Regions from separate parts of the Gossypium hirsutum genome. Here region 2 is linked to region 1. The links are chromatin contacts, called in public Hi-C maps. All regions are on one chromosome and are shown on one strand. The core of a region is the stretch at or near the end of the contact, and the rest is flanking DNA. Distances in the headings are between cores, read along the strand shown. Region 1 has its middle 5.0 kb from the start of LOC107949198. Region 2 holds the start of LOC107949195 (sulfate transporter 1.3).

The links. Hi-C and Micro-C count contacts between places; a contact is called where the count stands out from the background.
Region 2: a contact with region 1 is called in a Hi-C map of callus, with 5 times the contacts expected there. The contact joins the promoter of LOC107949195 here to the enhancer-like site in region 1. A contact is called at or near these places in 4 of 34 Hi-C or Micro-C datasets (callus and leaf).

The regions. Positions count from the first base shown.
Region 1 is chrD06:5,398,115-5,405,447 of Gossypium_hirsutum_v2.1, reverse strand. No RefSeq gene overlaps it. Among protein-coding and RNA genes, the nearest start is that of LOC107949198, 5.0 kb to the right of the region's middle. Within about 2 kb of position 2,742, at least 6 of the 9 cell types and tissues checked have an H3K27ac peak or open chromatin away from gene starts, as enhancers often do.
Region 2 is chrD06:5,461,506-5,468,838 of Gossypium_hirsutum_v2.1, reverse strand. LOC107949195 (sulfate transporter 1.3) reads left to right here and starts at 4,671. Exons shown (of 14, transcript XM_016883924.2): 1 at 4,671-4,951; 2 at 6,143-6,484; 3 at 6,584-6,632; 4 at 6,730-6,937; 5 at 7,015-7,189; 6 at 7,301-7,333. The coding sequence starts at 6,152.

The sequences.
Region 1 (7,333 bases), core at 1,493-3,992:
CTATATAAGTATATATATATGTTATAAAAACAATGTATGTATATCACAAAAATATATGCATGTATATATATGTACCGAAAATTTAAATAAAATAAATACAAACAAATAGGTAATAATAATAATAATAATAATAATAATAGGACTAAATCAAAACGGAAACGAAATCTCAGGGCTGAAATCAAAAATGAAATAGAGTAAAGGATTAAAATGTGAGGCGCGCGAAAAGGGAAGGACTGAAAAGGGAAATATTCCCTAGTCCTAGAGCGCAACGTTTCAACGCGAAGGACCATACATGGTCAAAGGACCTGATTGCAACGGAATCAAAATTTGCAGCCCAAATCTAAAAGAAATAAAGGGTCGTATTGCATCTCAACGCAAGATGGAGGGATTAAATGCGTAAATTACCCATTAGGGCAAAGCATGCGCAGATCCCCCATCAGACGGCGCCGTTTCAATCAACATAAAGCTAAGAAATTTATTGCTTTCTGCAGTTTCATTTTGCTGCAAAGAACACAAATAAAAAAATAAAAATAAAAGGGAGAATCCCTTTTCTGCTGGGGTTCTAAGGCTAGAAGCCCCGCCGTCGTAGCGCCTCCCCACCGCCCGGTGGCCGGAGCCCTGCGAGGGTGTTTCCCACCAGCGCTTTGGAGCGCGTTCAGAGACCAAGGCTCCGAAACGGGGAAACGAGGGGAAACGGAAAGCCTCTGCCCCTTCCTAAACTCGCGTCCGACGACGGCGAAGGGCCGACGGCGACGACGGCTTCAGGGGCCGATTCAGGTGAGTCTTTTCTTTTCTCTTTTTTGATTTTTTTAATTACTTTAAAATAGATTTGCAAAGAAAAAAAATAAAACAAAATAAGATAAAATAAATAAATAAAAACCAAGAAGAAATAGTAAGGATTCAACCTTTTAAAATTTCTATTCCGCTTTTTGATTTCTGATGTGGGTTTTTACAAAGAAAATCCCCCAAAATACAGTGATGAAGCCCCCTTTTTACATTTGTTTGATTCGGCTCTTATAGCCGATTACACTGCTGTTTTTCTGTTCTCTGTTGCTATTTTTTTTGCTATTGTTGATGTTTGCAGGACCTGATGAAGTCAACGGAGACGAAAAGCTTCCATTTTGGTGCAAGGCGCAGCTGGCGGTGGCAGACCTCGGGCGTGGTGCGCGCCGAAACGCACATGGAGCAGCGGCTCAAGGGCACTAGGGTTTCTATCTTACTGAAACCGATTTTAGATTTTGGGCCATTTGGGCTTTAGGGTTCATTGGGCTGAAAATTGGGTTTGTTTATTATTGTAATTGGGCTGAAAATTGGGCTGTACACAATGATTGCTAGATAATTATTATACTTTGAACAAAGTAGTTTCTTTCTGGGTTTTGGACCCATTTTTTATTTATTGAAGTGGTCCATATCTTATACTTGAGAAACCAACATTTGAGGCACGGAGCAGGTAAGTTGAAGTTGAGATGTCCATATTTTTGTTACAAATTGTTTGTTTTCTTAATAAATTTGCCAAAGAAATTGCTAAGCAAAGTTTTTTTTTTTCCCTTATGAGCTACGTTTACGCTGTCTCTCTCTAGTTGCAGATTTCTGAAGGCGTAATCACTGGCTTCTACAATAATGATAAGTTATTGTTTGGCACCCACCATTCAAAATAACTCACAGCGACTCCGTCTTCTTCACTTATGTAATCTTTCTCAAAGAAAAATAATTAATTTTTTGTATTGTCCAAAAATAAATTCAAAACTGATTTAATTATATATTTGAATATAAATATTTTATAATTAAGGTAGTCAATAGTAAATATATTATTTTTCTACTTATACTGGTACATTTGATACCCAGTCTGTTTCGATGTATCGTTTTAAATTTCTCACGTTTTATAAAAAAATATTTAATATATATATATAAATATTTACAAATATCAAATAATGATATTAAATAAATTTTAAATATAAAATATTTATCAATTATATAAAATACGCTTTAATGAATTTCACAAATACTATTCAAATAAAATCTTTACATTTACGTGTAACAATTTATTATTCAATAACCTCAAAATCAACAATAGCAGAATTATACTTTTAAATCCATTTTTTTACTGATCAATAGTCATATTTCAACTGGTATGACATAAGTTAAAGTTAATTGTTGGGATTTATTAGAATAGGATATGAACTATGCAGAAATGAAATTCACCATCTTACTTATAATATTATTTGTGATTCAATCAACTATAATAAATAATAATTAAGTTGGATGTTATGGTCAGTGATGTAAAATGTCACAAAAGTATATAAAAATGCAATTATTACTGATTTTAGTTAAGTTGTATGTTATGGTGAGTGATGTAAAATGTCACAAAGTAATATAAGAGAGCAATTATTACTAGTTTTAATGTATGAATTATGTTATTTTCTTTATATTTATATACTATTATTGGCCACCAAAAAAGAAGGAAATATCTTGATTAATGATAGAAATGCAGGTCCTACAGTGCTGCATAGATAAAGATCATTTACCATAATGGAAAGAAAAAAAGAAAGAGAAAGATGGAAGAAGAGGCAAGTGTGGGATGACAGCTAAACTTGATGTAGTAATAATTGGTGTCTCCCACTGAGATGGACAGAAACCAAAAGCAAACAAACTGATGATGCATTGATGTCTGCATAAAAGGTTAAACTGTCAAATCTTTCTTCCATGGATTCCACTCAAAGTTGATACTTGAGCTCCATTTGTGAGGTTGATGAAAACTGAAAACAAATTTTAAAATATAAAAAGGTTGGTGGGTGCATACAGCAAAGTGCAAATACATCATTGGTAGCAAGAAACAATGCTCTTTTTTCTCACCATCAGTGTCAGCTTTTTCCCACCTTCATCCATTTTGTTCATTAAAACAACTTCATGGTGGTCTCGTAGCCTTGGTTTTCTTCAACTTAAATGGTGAGTGTAATTATGATTTCTTTTATTATTATATAATTCTTGAGAAAAAAAAGAAGAAGATGTTATGGATCACTTAAAAAAGTGATTATTTATAAAAGAGAATTTTAAAATTCTTTTAAACAGATAATAAATTAATTTAAGTTTAAGAATCAAGTTTTAAGCATTCCATGATGATTCCAAATTATTGTCTTGAATCTCAAGAATTAAAAATTAAAAAATTTACATTTAATTTTATTTTTATTTATGCAATTTAAAATAGGTGTTTTATCATTTACAATAATCCATTGGATTTGGGTGTCAAGCTTTAATATTATTGTATAGGAAAATGGATTGTATGAAACTGTGATTCCATGTCATCCCTATCCCTTTTCAATAGGAGTATGACAAATCAAATTTTTCTTCCCAATTTTTAGCCGTTTTAGTTGGATTAGAATTTTTTCAGGAGAGCCTGCCCTTTCTGGCATGTCTTTGTTCTTGGTTTTTGTTATAGTTGAAAGTGGAGTGGTGGCGATGCCACACTAAATTGCAGGATTTCTTGACTAGCATAGCGTTACTTTGGATTGGAAGCTACGTCTGAAATCAATGGAAGACGAATTAGCAGGGTTAACACTCAATGAAGAAGAAGATGCAATCCTACAAGTCCAATTAGAACCAAATACAGAAAGAGGAGAGGAGATCTTCAGGTTATTAGGTTGTTTTCTAACTGCTAGTATTATTCATTTTCCTGCAATGAAAAATACTATGACAAATCTTTGGCACCCAGTTAAGGGAGTTCATATACGAGATTTTGGAGAAAAAAAGATTTGGATAGGGTGTTAAAAGGGTCTCCATGGACATTCAATAACCATTTGCTAGTGTTACATAAGTTATAGTGGGGAGTAGATCCTCTCAAAATCCCATTATTCATAGCGTCTTTTTGGGTCCAGATACATGACGTCCCCATTGGCCTTTTTTCAAAAAATTTAGCAGTACAATTGGGTAACTTTGTAGGTGAATTTATTAAGTATGATGGATCGAATCTGGGAAAAGAAAACAGGAATTATATGCGGGTAAGAGTTAGGATTAATGTGCGACGACCGTTAAAAAGGAGGAAACAAATTTTGTTCTGTGGGAATTGTACCTATGTAAGGTTCAGGTATGAATAGTTGTCCCTTTTATGTTTTTACTGTGGTTGATTGGGACATAATGATTCCTTTTGTGAAGCAAAGATGGCACTAGGGGTGGAAGTAGCTGAGATGGGTTGGGATCTATCATTACGAGCTCAGTCACGGAGGGCTGCAGCAATGAATAGTGTGTGGATAAAAGAAGAAGGGGAGGGGAAACTAAAAGGAGATGGTAAAGGTATTTTTATGACTAGAAGTAATTTGTGGACTGGTAAAATAAAATGGCGGGATATGGAAAGTCTTTTGACCCAGTCTTGGGTTTCAGCTTGAAGGCCGAAAGAATTTCAGAAATCACAAGGGGAAAATTTTAATGTCAGATCAAGCGTTAATTGATAAGGAGCATGATCTGGAGGACGGTGTTTTGATTGGCGAAGAATGGAAAAAGAGGGTTAGAGAGAAGATGGAGAGTGCGATAGTTTTGGGAAATGAGAATTCTCCGGCAGGTAGGAATATGATATTGCTAGAGGTTAATAACTTTGTATCGGCGGCTACCAAGAGGCAAGCCGACCGGGCGCAATGAAATTGCTAAGCTGGAATGTTCATAGATTAGGGAGTCCACAGACAGTTCAGAGACTTTGGTATATGCTGAAGTTACAGAATCCCCAAATGGTCTTCTTCATGGAGACAAAGATATATAAAAATCAAATGGAGGTATGTTAATGGGATAAAAGTTTATCCAGAAGGTACTAGAGGAGGATTATGTTTGGCATGGAAATCTAAGGTGTGTGTTATGTTGCGACAATACTCAAAAAGGCATATTGATATGATGATTGATGACAGTGATGTAAAAGGTAAATAGAGGTTTACTGGTTTTTATGGGTCCCAATATGTACATGATAGAAATAATTCTTGGGCTGCGTTGAGAAATTTATACTCTGGAGAAAGATTTTCATGGTTTGTTTGTGGTGATTTTAATGAAATATTGTGCGGATATTAAAAGAATGGTAGAGTACCTAGAGATGAAAGAAGAATGGAGTTATTCTGCAATGTTCTAACAGATTACAGCCTAGTGGATGTGGGGTTCTCTAGGAGATGGTTTACATGGGAGAGGGGAAATTTACCTGAAACAAATATACGAGAGAGGCTTGATAGAGGCATTGCAAATAAAGAATGGATGGTTATGTTTCCTGAGGTAACTATGCAACACCTCACTCATTCTTTCTCTGATCATTGCCCCCTTTTAGTTAATACAAAAGAATGCAGCACAAGGGCTGACGGAGAAAGCTTTTAAATTTAAAGCCTGATGGACAATTGAGGAGTCGTTCGAGGAAGAGGTTAAAAACATATGGGGGACATCATCAGGTAATTTGATGCAGAAATTAGATAAGCTAAAGCACGGTTTGAGGAGTTTAAGATGTTCGGACCCAAGTTGATTAGAAGAAGCGAAAGATATTTCTCACAGATAGGGTATCAAAACTCTTAGCAGCTGAAAAAGATGATCCTAATTTGGTTGAGTTGATTGACACAAAGATTAAACTAAATATTGAAATAGATAATGATGAATGCTACTGGGAACAAAGAGCGCGCATAAACTGGCTGAAATATGGAGATAGGAACACTGCTTTCTTTCATAGTCAAGCCACGCAACGGAGATAAAAAAACTTGATTCATAAATTGCAAGACAAGGAAGGAAGATAAGCGGAGAACATCCAAGATATAGAAGGCATTGCATGATCCTATTTTCAAAATTTATTTATGACAGAAAGAAGGGAAAGTTGTGATCATTTGCTATCGAGAATTGATAGATGTATTTCTGAGGAGGATAATCAATTTCTTACAGCACTCTACACAAAGGAAGAGATTAAAGCAGTAGTGTTTGAGATGGGACCTACAAAAGCCCCAGGGGAAGATGAATTACCGGCTTTATTTTATCAAAAGTGTTGGCACATTGTTGGAGATGATGTAATCAAATTCAACTTACAAGTCCTGAAAGAGGATAAGGGTTTCAAACAGATAAACTCTACACACATTGTAATCATTCCAAAAGTTGCTAACCCTGTTAATATGAAGCAGTTCAGACCAATCAGCCTATTTAATGTGATTTATAAAATTATGGCAAAAGCTATTGCCAACAGGCTCAGAAGAGTTATTGATAAATGTATTGATGTGGCTCAGAGTGCTTTTGTACCAAGGAGGTTGATTTCGGATAATGTTCTTCTTGCCTATGAAATTTTACACACATTGAAATAGAAGAGAATGGGGCAAAAAGGCTTTATGGTTGTGAAGCTTGACATGAGTAAAGCATACGATAGAGTTGAGTGGAAATTTATAAAAGAAATGATGACTTGAATGGGCTTCACTTGTAATTGGATTGAAAGTATTATGGAATGCATAAATTTTGTTTCTTATTCGATTATAGTAAATGGATTCAAATGGGAGAATTTTCATCCGACAAGGGGGTTGCGTCAAAGGGATCCGCTTAGCCATTTTATGTTTCTTATATATGCAGAAGGCTTATCTAGTTTAATGCGTCTTGCAATGAGTGCAGGAATATTGAGAGGAGTAAAAGCCAATAAGAATGGTTCGTAGGTATCGCACTTATTATTTGCATATGATTTCATTTTATTTAGTGAACCAACTAGTAGATGAGCTAATGTTTTAAAAAAAATTCTTAGAAAGCACAGAATGTGTTCAGGGCAAAGTTCTAATTTCGACAAATCAACTGTCTTTTTTAGCAAGAATACAACTGAAGTTGAAAGAATAGGGGTGGTGAATATATTGGGAGTTAGAAGTTCGAATGACCCAAAGCGTTTCCTAGGGTTGCCTAATATAGTAGGTAGGAAGAAAAGGGAGTCATTACAGAATTTAAAAGATCGAATCAAGAAGTGAATTGATCACTGGAGTACAAGATATATATCGCAAAGAGGAAATGAAGTATTTATTAAGTCTATTTTACAAGCCATCCCAACTTACATTATGACATGTTTCCTTTTACCTAAGACTTTATGTGTCGAGATGGAGAATATTATTGTCGAGTTTTGGTGTCAAAAGGGACAAGGAAAAATGGGTATACATTGGTGTGCGTAGAGGAACCTTTTTATTTTGAAGGAAAATAGAGGTCTCGGATTTCGAAATATTAGCCAGTTTAATATCGCTTTATTAGCTAAGCAATGTTGGTGCCTTATTACTTATCCGAATTTCTTATCGGCAAGAGTCTTAAAGCCAAGTATTATCGACATTCAGACTTTCTTAATGCACAATTAGGTAACTTACCTTCACTTACC
Region 2 (7,333 bases), core at 3,422-5,921, 61 kb before region 1:
TTACTTTTTATATTCGGCTATAAGAGGAGATAGAAGACGATTGTAAGTTTTTTACGGATTTTTGAAATAGGAAACCAGAGAAAATTTCAGGATTTGAAAGGTGATTCAAACTTTCACTTTGTTTCTTCGTTTTCGCCTTTTAATTTTTTTTCTGCGTTTCGTGTGATTATTCGTTTGAAAAGGAATAAAGGAAAGAGATTAGAGAGCTTAAACGTACCTAGGGTGGGATCCTGGCTCTCTCCGTCGCCATCGGAGTATGGGTTAGGACCGGTGACTGCCCAAATACTCAGTACCTAGAACGGCGCTGAACCCTCCTCAATTTAGGTTTTGTTTTAGTTTCTTTTTAGGGTTTATTTTGGTTTTAAAATGCGGGATTTAAGACGTTACTGTTCAGAGCCAACATAATGGCACTGAAACGGTGTCGTTCTGAGACCCAGATCCGCGTGGTGACCCGACCCGAGGGAAGGATCCGCACATTTTTACTCGATGGTCTTATTGCACAACAAGCCCTTCCGCATTCGGTTTTCAGTCCAATCCAGTTTTTCTTCATTTTTTTATTATTACTTCAAATTTGATTTAAATTTCATCAAGATCCGTGGTGAGACGGCGTCGTTTTCGCTGAGGAGATTTGAATTTCTGGATTTATGTGGTTATTTGCTGTTTTGGTCCCCGAGTGTTGAATCGATAGTTAATTTAGTTTGATTTTGTTCTCTTCTTTTAATTTTGGTTGTAATTTTAATTTTGTTCCTTTTTGTACTTAATTTTCAAATATAATTAGATCTTATTTGGATATATTATTTTAACATTTAAGTTTGATATAATTTCTAAACTTATTATTAATACAACTTTTAAAAATACAATATATTATTTTTTAAAATTGTTATTAATATTATTTAAATTCATCATACATTAGTTTTCTTATTCATTAAACGTTTTTTAAATAAAATTTTAGTACATTAGTATTTAATCCAAATGTAAAAATTTATGTGTTGATACTTTCATATTACATTATGTATGTAACTTTAGTAAATTATCTTGAAATATATTTGTATATATGTTTTAAATCTTATATATAATTTATTTCTTGTAAAATTCCCCCTTATATACTTTACTTATTTCAATTTTTTTGTACGTATATTATCATACATATATTATTATAAAGTTATTTTTTATTTTGTATGTATCATTTGTTAAAATTAGCGTATGTATATTATTTTGAGTTCCTTTTCATGCAATACTTGTTTTAAAATTCATTTTTATATTATTATAGTATTCATTTTTAACCTTTTCGATATATTTCAATATTCATTTTTCTTTAGTTGAAAACTTATTATATTGTATTTATGTTATTTCACTTGGCCTTTCTTTTAAAATTGACTATTAATTCACTTAGTTGTTGAAGGTTGATATTTGCATAATGTATGATTGAAATTATTGTCACTATGCTTGTTCGTATTGATTGATTATTCGCGTTCATTAGTATATATTTCGAGCTTACGAGTCATTACTTCGCATTGTACATTGAAATTCCATCGCGCTTTATTCGCTTAAAAAGTTACGTTTAATATCGTTTAAGTATCAAAACCAATCTATCCAAAAAACTTTCAAAACAAAGCAAATACTAGACATTTGGAATCTTCGAAAATTGAGCTCTAACATATTGGGTTCCAATTCTCTTCGTCGAATCTAAATAATCGAGAATATGCTTTAATCAAAACACATAAATAAAAACTCATTCTCGGGAATTTGACGCGTTGTGTCCTAACGCATTGAATATGACGTATTGTTTTCTCGAGACAAGGATTTTTCTAACAAATAAAAATAAAGGCAATATTCGATATTTAGGAATATTGTGAAATCGAGCCCTAACTTACTGGGTCTTGATTTTCTGATTTAACCCAAATAATCGGATATCCTTCTCAAAATGCATGAGAAATGCATAAGTTTTAAAAGTCAATAGATAAATTTAATTTTGGGGATTTAAAATGTTACCCTCTAACTTATTGAGTGTGACGATTTATTTCTTTGAAATAAGTGAATCTCATCGTCTAATTCATTTTATTCAAAATAAAAGGATCGTATTTCAAAATCTTTTCAAAATTTCGACATTAAGACATTAAACAATCGATTCGGTGCCAATTTTGGGCATTACGAGGGTGCTAACACTTCCTCGTGCGTAACCGACTCCCGAACCTATTTTTCTCAAAATTCGTAGACCAAAAATTATTTTCAAGGTGATCCGATCACACCTTCAATAAAGGTCGGTGGCGACTCCAATTTTCATTTTTAAAGTCGACTACCAAATTTTTTTATTTTTCAAAAAAAATGGTTTCGACAAGGATGATCGTATTGTTTTCCGCTTTATCAAGAAACTCATTTATGATGAAAATGCGATGTAATTATAACCAAAACAAAAGAAAATAGGTTAGTACATTCGTGAGATAGTCACTTAAGCATATGTCCAGATCCACAAAATTAGCACAGAACTCATAAGTAATAATTTATAATTTATTTTTATAAATTAGCACAAAATTAGCACAGAACACATAAGTGACTACCTCACGAACAAATACACATAAATTTATTTTTATAATTTATAAAATGAATGTTTATATTTTCTATTATTATTTATGTGTATTTGTTTTGAATGATTTTTCTGTTAATTTTTTAAAAAAATTATAAATTTTTAATTTTGTAATGGTTGAATTGATTGAACAAAAACTGATGGTCCAATCGGTTCGACCATCAACCCGATTTTTTTAAGATTCATAAATTATTTCCATTTCTTTTCCTTTTTCCCCAGTTTCTTACTCTCACTGTCTCATTTTCATTTTTTTTTCTTTTTGAGATAAAACAATAATTAGTCCTTGAAGTTGGCAAATTTTTCTACCTTGGTCTTAGAACTTTTCTTATCCACATGAGTGTCAAAACTTTACAATTTTTTTCTAATTTGGTTTATGAATTTAGATTTCGTTTAAGGTATAATGACATGACACTTTGAGATTGTCACATTATCACTCAAATGTTCTAAAATGTTTTTTATTTTTAAATTATATATATATATATTTAATTTTTAAATGATAAAATGACACAATCTTAGAGTGCTACATAATCAAACCTTAATGGGATCTAAGTTCATGGAGCAAATTAAAAAAAAATTCAAATTCGGGAACTAATATGGCAAAAAAAAAGGGAGCAAATTTAAAAAGTTTACAAATTAAGGGATTAAATGTTAGAAATCAGAGGTTTAGGAAGTTAGAATGGCGGCTCGAGGCGTGAATATCCCTATCCTTAAAGGATATTTCGTGGATTTATATCTCCCCCAAGATTTAAGAAGAATGAAGCAATTAAATACTCAGGTAGATAGAATTTTGAAAGAACAAAGCAAGATTGAATGAGTGACTTACTCTGCAATCATACGTAGTATTTATAGGTAACCTCATGCATGCGTACCTATCCTTCTTATTTCGGCTCTAATAAGTCTATATAAACACCATTTTAATAAATGTATATAAAAGATGTGGGACTTGTGTGCCCCGCTAAGGCAAGGCTTTCAAAATTCTCTTATATGTTAATAAAATTTAATTTTAAATTACATTGAAAAAAGTAAATTAAAATTATATCTTCTTAAATAATCATTTAAACTATTTTCAATACATTTAAAAATAAATAAAATATTTTATAAATGAATTTAGAAGATATCTTAAGACGACTTGAAAGTGCATGTTGAGAGTAAAAGTACGGGCAAGAGAAAGTAATAAAGGTAGTAGATGGCATGCGCAACAAACCCAGGGGAACCCACCCTTAAAGACGTCCATATTCAAACTAGTATTGGGTTTGGCATAGGCTGTGAGGGGAAACTTCAAAAAGTCGTGTTTTTGTCATGTTTTGTAGTGTTAGACTAGGGACAGAAAATGAAGTTGTTAAAGTAGTGGCCATGCTTTCATCTCTGACTTTTCCTTTGCCCTTCCGTCATTCAACCAAAGTTTTTTATATTTAGGTGTTTTAATCCCTCACGTTCGGTTGCCTGCAAATTTGGACTCAACCTATTCATCTTTCTTACATTATGGAAAATGAAAATTATAAATTAGATTGAATTGAGACCCAATTGTGAAGTACTAAGTTTAAGGCTGGGGGAGGGGCTTTTGCCTCCTTGGTTGAAATGATTATATTGTTATTTTAATCCTCCTTAAAAAATGATAATTTATGCTTTTGGCCCTTGCTTCAAATACAGTTATATATATATCAAGGTTGGAGATAGAGATAGATAGCAATTCTGCCTTTTTGGTATACAGTCTGAAAAATGGAGACCGAAAGTGAGAAAGAGGAGTAATATTTGCTATGTAAAAATATTATAAATTTATATTTCTGGATAAAATATTATGTGTTATTTAGGTAAAACTAGATAACAGAAACCCCAAAAGATCTTATTTTTATCTCTTACGAAAAGTTAATATTTTATTTCAACTTATTATTCTATATTCCTATTTTTATGGAAAAAGGAAGAAAAGAAATGAAAAATCCGAGAAAATGGCAAGAAAGTAATGTCGGGTTCAATGAACCTGGACAATATTTGGGTTCTCTCCCGGTGATCTATGGTTTCTCCTGCCGAAGGGTTTGTTTGTTTAATTATCATATATATATATATATTTAAAGTGACAAGGCGAAATATGAGGACCATCAAGTGTGGAAAGCGAAAAGGTGAGCTTTTGAAGTGATTTTAAACGCTACCTTTTGGCATTTCCATGAAATAGAAATTCCTCTCTTTTTTTATTGCCCTTCTCTGTATGTTACTATTTATTGTCCTTTCTTTATACATTACTTTTTAGGGGAGTTTATATACAAATTCCATTTGAAGTAAGCTTTAGCTTTAGCTTTAGCCTTGTCCTTTGGAACTGGGGTGGGGCAAGGTGGGGTCTTCCACTATCAATGGCTTCTGTATTGAGAGGAGGTGAGACACACAGACTTTGCTATCTTATCCTTTATTCTGATTCTATTAGTTTGGAACTTTCATATGCTTCTTGTTAATTATATGAACCATCTGGGTTCTTTTCTGGGTTTATAAAGCAGTAATTTGTGGTCTTGGTATTGTAAATTGTGATTATAATTTCATGAAATTGGTGAGAGATTTTCTAGTTTGTTTTTGTTTCCATTTTTGCACCACAAGCCAAGAGATTTCAATTAATTATTCGTGCCCTTGGGTTCCCCTAGGAGGGATTTTCAAAATGGGACCCTTAACAATACATCAACTAAGACTTTTATACAAATAAAACTGAAAAGTCTCTTCTTAATGTATGGCTGCTTGTGATTGACTGCAACTTTTTCCATCTTTTCCCATATAACATTAACAGAAACCGCATCAAATCATTTGTTCTTTGTGCTTGTATTTTTTCCAAATGAGCTTTTCATGATAATTAATAACAGGGAAATATACATAAAAAGGCACAGAGAAAGAGGTGGCTAAAGACTTAAAATTTCTGGTTTGTGCTTTCCAAACTGCATATTTTATTCTAAGCACCACATTTTTACAAGTAATTGCTTACTTGTTGTTTATTTTGGTACCACTTGTTGTTTTCTGTTTATATAACATGTAAAAAGGATCCGGATATTGAAATTGATGCTATTCATATGATAATTTAGTGAGTGAAGATGAATGTTTAATTATTTATTTTGGTGATAGTATTTCTGTAAATTCTATTACCAGGAGACTCTTTTTTGTTTTTATTAAAATTTTACACTAGATTCATGCATTATTTATGCTTAATTCTCTCTTTTAGCTTGTAAAGTTTGACTTGGAATCCTATTAACACTTATATAAGCAAGATCATCACAAGGATTTATCCAAGTTCAACAAGATTTTGCAATCTCTAAACCATTCCTCCACTTTCTTTGCTTAGTTTAAGCATCTTCATTGTGTTCTAATGCCATGAACTATATTCAATTTCTTTGGATGGCTTGACATTTTGATATTCTGTTCTTTAATATCAATGCTCTGTTAGTCTATTTTAGGGCTAAGAAACTAAAAAAGTATACATCAGTCTGGTGTTTTTCATGGTTTGCGTGGATTCATGCATTTTGCTATTAATTCCCAGCAACATTCAGCAGTGCACTTTTTCTGATAAGACTTAATTTTCATGTACAGATTAGTGACATGGATCCCAACTCTTGTTCAAACATTGAAGCTGAAACCAAAGAGATGGATGTTAGAAGCCTGTCGGCCTCACACCAACACTCGCAGTATCTTCACAAGGTAGGGATTCCCCCTAAGCAAAACCTCTTGAGGGAATTCATTGCCAGGGTGAAAGAAACATTATTTGCCGATGATCCTTTGCGTCCCTTCAAGGATCAACCAAGGTCTCGAAAGCTTGTCCTCGGCATCGAGGCCATCTTCCCGATTTTCGAATGGGGAAGGAGTTACAACTGGAGAAAATTTAGAGGTGATCTCATTGCTGGACTCACAATCGCGAGTCTCTGCATTCCTCAGGTAGATTTTGCTATACTCCTAAAACATACATAGAGGCCGTTAACTGTTAATTGTTAATGAGCCTCCAATAATTTTCATATGTATTTTCTTGGAAAATAGGACATTGGTTATGCAAGGCTAGCAAACTTGGCTCCACAGTATGGACTTTGTAAGTTTTCATGTTATTTATCATCACCTTCCATTGTTAAAGTAGTCTTCTCGTCGGAGTTGTCTTGAGGTTTTTATTATTGTTTTAACAATTACAGACTCCAGCTTTGTTCCACCATTGATTTATGCCTTCATGGGAAGTTCAAGAGACATCGCGATTGGACCAGTTGCTGTGGTATCTCTTTTACTAGGGTCAATGCTTTCAAATGAGATTGACCCTAATCAAAATGAAGCCGAGTATCTGCGGCTTGCATTTACTGCTACCTTTTTTGCTGGGATCACTCAAGTAACTCTTGGTTTTCTCAGGTAGTTCTATATTACTCTCTGAATTAATAGTATTTGCTTCTAGCATTCACTAATCTATGTTTTGAAAAAAAAATTAGGTTGGGATTCTTGATTGACTTCTTGTCACATGCTGCCATCATCGGTTTTATGGCTGGAGCTGCGATTACAATCGCCCTCCAACAGCTTAAAGGTCTTCTTGGTATACAAAAATTTACAAAGAAAACAGATATTATTTCTGTAATGCGCTCTGTATGGGGCAGTGTCCATCATGGAGTAAGCAGCCTTCCATCTTCCCAAGCTAAAATACAAAGCTTTCTGAACTTATATCAATTTAATCATTTGCTACTTCCTAGTTACTAAATCTATATGGTTCTACTTCTGCAGTGGAACTGGCAGACTATACTCATCGGAGTTAGC